Linked DNA regions of Hordeum vulgare: region 2 is linked to region 1. The links are chromatin contacts, called in public Hi-C maps. All regions are on one chromosome and are shown on one strand. The core of a region is the stretch at or near the end of the contact, and the rest is flanking DNA. Distances in the headings are between cores, read along the strand shown. Region 1 has its middle 22 kb from the start of LOC123413577. Region 2 has its middle 33 kb from the start of LOC123409295.

What was found. Hi-C and Micro-C count contacts between places; a contact is called where the count stands out from the background.
Region 2: a contact with region 1 is called in a Hi-C map of leaf, with 5 times the contacts expected there. The contact joins two enhancer-like sites. A contact is called at or near these places in 3 of 6 Hi-C or Micro-C datasets (leaf and seedling).

The regions. Positions count from the first base shown.
Region 1 is chr7H:17,748,855-17,751,554 of MorexV3_pseudomolecules_assembly, reverse strand. No RefSeq gene overlaps it. Among protein-coding and RNA genes, the nearest start is that of LOC123413577, 22 kb to the left of the region's middle. Within about 2 kb of position 1,299, at least 3 of the 3 cell types and tissues checked have open chromatin away from gene starts, as enhancers often do. A contact at or near this core is called in leaf and seedling, where this site is marked.
Region 2 is chr7H:17,968,445-17,971,144 of MorexV3_pseudomolecules_assembly, reverse strand. No RefSeq gene overlaps it. Among protein-coding and RNA genes, the nearest start is that of LOC123409295, 33 kb to the left of the region's middle. Within about 2 kb of position 1,439, at least 3 of the 3 cell types and tissues checked have open chromatin away from gene starts, as enhancers often do. A contact at or near this core is called in leaf and seedling, where this site is marked.

The sequences.
Region 1 (2,700 bases), core at 50-2,549:
TCGAAAATGAATGATTGGATACAGAAGGCCAGCCAACGATTGTGACTGATCTGCGGCATTACTGTACTGTAACTTTCCAACAATGGTTGAGTAATTCGGGAGGACTAACAAATGTAGCGAAGAAGCTGCAACTTGTCTGCAGCAACTTGACGACATAATTCGGGAGTGCTACGTTTTAGTAAGTTCTTCTTAACATGTGGATTCGTGTTTTCTTGGAAAGTGTATGGACAGAAACATGTTGATGCTTTCTTGGAACGAGGATGCAAGTTGTGGGTCGTTCCAACATAATACAAGTGGTACCACTAGAAATGCAAGTTGCTGGATCACCAACTTGTTGCTATATATTTATACTCCGGAATTGAAACTGTTATTCCTTTTTTTTTTCTTTTGCCGACGATGGGATTTCAGGGTGAAATGATGTTGGTACTTGGTACTTGCATTGGTAAAGGACCAGTTTTGTCTGGTCAATAAATAAACAAATTGATAAATAAGAGGATCAGTTTTGGAGTTGGTTATTTGTCACTGTGTTTGGTAAGATAGAGACAGCAGCAATACATACATACGAACTTACTAAATGTCAAATTATGCTGGTCGTTTTTTCTGATTTTATCCATCACACATTCAAATGGATAGGGTTGAATGGAAATTTAAAGGGTAAGATATTTGAATGTGAACTCGCATGTAAAACACCATGACCAAACTAACATAACCCATAGGTAGAAAAAAAATTCTACCACGACCTGTGTGCGGTGCACTCAAGCATGCCTGACTGGGTCTTTGGGTTGATGTCTAACTTTGCCATATCTAATTAATCTTATCACACAACATGCATGATGCTTTCATTTGTTCATTTTCGCCGGTGGTGGCAAAGTTTATCTTCTTTTGTATTCATTTTAAGCTTCGAGTGAGCTTGAACTAAACTGCAGACCTTTTAGCTATTTCTTTAATAATATGACTGCATGCATCGTTTTGATGGCGCTAATCATCCTTTAAAAAAACATGCATGATGCATTAGACATTCTCTAAAGAACTGCATGTGAATATATACACGCTCTTCCGTTTTCGATTTATTTACACATGCACTTCCATTTTCGATTTATTTGAACACAGATGAAAGGAGAAAACTGTTGAATTTTTGGGTTTTTTCCCAACCCATGTGTATTTTCTCCACCAAGAGAAATTTCATTCTCTATTCACGCAAAAAGAATGTAACGGAATCGACAAATTAATATACACGCATCCACAGCTGGTGCCATACGACGGACTCCCTCTCGTTGTCAACTTCCTGGCGAACTGTGTCCAGTTTTTCATTCTCATCGTGATGTCTGCAGTTCGTGTTGAAGCGTTCTACACATACACCCATGCTCACCCCTACCTTTTTTTGTAGCTTGGGTACGTAGGTTGAAAGGGAGTGGATGATGTAGTTTACTAGTATCTGCAGTTTTCCTCCTATAGTTGGTGAGATTTCCATTGAGTCGTTGACCTCCACCCATGCTTTGATAAAAAATATATAAATAAAAATGTAACGTTGACTGGGATCAGGAAAAATTCTAAAGCACGGTTCAATTAAATCAGATTATACTTGACAGGATATACACGTGTACAGGGAGAATTTCTAGTGTACCATCCATCACATGTTCACATGATACCACATTTTAAAATTTAAACATATTATTTATAAAATCTGAATTGCTTTTGTTGATGCACATATTGTTTTTTAATTTCAATCTCACTTTTGTAGGGGTTATAGGTTCATGTCTTATTAACATCGACAATAAAATCATATTTTTTTTGAGAAATTTCAATTCGAATTTTAATATATGGAATAGTTGTAGCATGTGACAATTGTAGCACTGGATATTCATCCCACGTATACACACCCTGACCAAAGAAACTTGGATTTTGGCCCCCACGCTCACATGAACCCATGTGAACAGTAAAAGTAGCAAAAAGAAATTAGTTCGAGAAATTCACTTTGGCTCATTGGTGTAGATGCATCTATTGTCCAAATACACATTTTAAAAAGTTGAAAAAAAATCCCGCGTGCACATCCCGACATTATATTTAAGTTTCGGTGAAAAAACAGTTTTTGTGGCTTCTATAAAAAACACATTTTTTATGTTTAATTATAACTATTCATGAGAAATTTAATATTTTTTATACACACAGCATAAAATGTTCTTTCTTTGCCAAAGCTTATGTGCAAACATAAAATGTCCGAATGTATACATGAAACTATTCTTTGAATTTTTTTTAACATTTTAAAATGTATTTTTTATATATATTTCATAATAGGTGTATCTACACATACGAGCCAAAACATCACTCTTAATGGTTCAATATGTTCTTTTTTTTGGCAACAAACATGGTTAAGTGGTTCTATGGAAGTGCATTTCTTTAGTGAAGCAATTACATTTGTACTGCTCTGAGGAAAAATGATGCTCTAAAAAGCCATTTTTAAAAGTATTTTGAAGTACTGATTCGTGTTGTTCAGACGACCACGAATGTTAATTCTTAACAACAAATGTATAGAGCACTCAAACCAGTATATTGCACAAATGGTCAGTTTTTATTTTCATTTCAAGGAATTGATTGCATAGTATAAAGTGGTGCTAAGTCAGTGACAGTTAAAATGGATGGAGGGAGTATTAACTATGGTCTCTAGTTCCTGTTGGAACCACAAACTAAGTCATTTTTTTT
Region 2 (2,700 bases), core at 190-2,689, 220 kb before region 1:
CACGATAAAATAGACATCAAGATTCACAAATTAAGTGAACATAAAAAATAAAAAATAAACAGGTGAAAACCAAAGAGGAATAAAAAATGCAAAGAACAAAGAAAACTGAGAAAGGAACATATAAAAGGCAAAGGAAAATGGTGTAAACCAACGAAACAATAAAAACAAAAAAACAAAGAAACCAGTAAAGAAACATAATTTCATTGAAAACATAAAAACCCGTAAGAAAGATGAAAAAATAAAATTATAGAAAACACACAGAAAAGAAAGAAAAAAAAGTGAAAAGATATATAGAAAAATGAAGAATAAAAAGAAACAAAAAAGGTTGAAAATCGAACCACTGCAATCAGTAGACAGAAAAAAAGAAGGAACTTCAAGCGAGCAAGCAACGGAAAAAAAAAATCGGGCGGAACGGGCTGGCTCAGTAACTAATCCATAGGGGAACCTTCAGGCCAGCCCACTGAGCAATAATTTGGCATCCGTATAAAGCATAATTTATCGACAAACCCTGGGCATCCCCTAACCCGACAGTGAGGATCGACGGTCAAGAATATGATATTCCCTTTGTCATAATATTTTTGTTTTAGATTTATCTAGATATTAATGTATTTAGTCAAGTATCGTATTTTGATACATTTATTTCTAGATAAGTCTAAGACAATTTTTTTGAGACGAAGAAAGTATTTGGTGCTTAAACACGCACAAACTCCCTCACTTTGTCAGTTTCTAACTGGACATGTCTATTAACTTGTTTCACTCAATGGTTTGCGAATCTCGCTACCTCTAGTTGTCACGTCGAGTTCATCTCGTTCGTTTCATGTATTGTTAATTTTTCCTGTTTATTGCGTTGTTCAATTTATTTTATTTTGTTTATTTAATAATATCTATTTTACATTTAAATTGTGTATTTTAGATTTTATATTTAATAAATTGTGAACTTTTCTTACATTGCGAAACATTAAATTGCTGAGCTTTTACTGAACTTGTGTTTTGTCAAATTCATGCTTTTTTTGAACTATAGAACCTTTTCAAGTTTGCGATTTGTTTTTTTAAGAATTTATGAATTCCTTAAGTGGTGTTTACTTTTTTCATGTCTCCAAAAAAAGTTTTTCAAAATCTACAAATAAATCAAATTTCTCCAATTCGTTTGAAATCATGATTAAGAATATCTTGAGAATTTCTCAAATATGAGAACATTCAAAAAAAATCATGATCATTTTATGATTTCATCAAGTTTTAAAATTTTATGATTAAGAAAGTCTGTCAAGTGTTTCTAAGACAAGGAACCGACAGACCACAACATAGATAAATCCAGCGATTGCTGGGCCGACCCGCGGGCTGAGAACATGTGCCTTCTTGCGCAACATGACGTGTTCAGCGTTGACCACGCGCTCTGATGTGGGGGATGTCCTATAGGAGAATCCTATTTGGCGCCACAGGCATCCGTTACTGTGCAATTTTCCAAACGGGCGCCTCTAGCGTCTCGTGATGGGCCGGCCCATGTAGGGTTTTCTTCATGTGTTTATTCGCAAAAATGTAATGCGTTGATCGCGGTTCGAACCTTGAACCTCCAGCGTATGTTAAAAACCTTTCTCTATGTTATTATTTCATTTTCTTTTTTTCTTTTTTTCCTATTCTTTTATTTCGTTGACCTGGTTCAACGATTTTTTTTCTTTGACGTGGATCAACTATTTGAAAAGTGTTCATCGAATTTCTTGTTTTCTTAAATGTGAACTTCTTTCAAATTCGATAATTGTTTTGCAAAATCAGTGAGGTTTTTTCAAATTTGATGAACTGATTTTCAAAACCAATGAACTTTTTTCAAATTTGATGAACTATTTTTCAAAACCGGTATACTTTTTTAAAAATTTGATGAACTCTTTTCTAATTTGATTAACTGTTTTTCAAAACCGGTGATTTGTTTCAAATTTGATGAAATCTTTTCAAATATGATGAACTTTGTTTTGAAAATCGATGAACTTTATTCAAAATTGGTGAACGTTTTTCAAAATTCGTTCAATGTTTTTCAAAATTGTGTTTTTTTTAAAATTGATAAACTTTTTTCAAAATTGATAATTTTTTTTCAAAATCAATGCCCATATATATGCTCATCCCTGCCTGCTCACTCCTCTTATTTTTGTCCGGCCAGCGTGTGAAGGTGTGTGCTACTCCAGTTCTCACCTCCTATGCACATGAGGTGTTGATAAAATGCGTGAGCCACCTTAAATTAACTTTTTAGTATGTACATGTTCTAGGGTGCCGTTCGGTCCCCGTGCACGTCGTCCTCTCCCCCGTTCATTATTGCCCGTGCTGATCTCGTCGCCTCCACCATCGTAGTGAGCTTCTTGTTCTTTATTATCTTTTTTAGAGAAAATATTCTGAATTGTATGATTTATATAGCTACTTGTATAATTTTCTTACTTTTATTTTTGTTTGTTATTACATACATAGTGTCATGGTTTTGGTATCCGTCCCCGTCGTCTCTCGTCCAGTCTATGATTTAGATAAGGTATATTATCTTTTATAACTATTTGTTTCATTTATTTATGACAATTATGCCGACCAACTCGACATAGATGTCTTTATCTAGGAGGTATGTGAACGGGAAATTCCAACCGACCCTTTTGTCAAGAGGCTAAATCTAGTTAAAAAGAAATTAATTATTTGGAAGAAAATTTGAAAAGATTTGAAGAAGAGAAG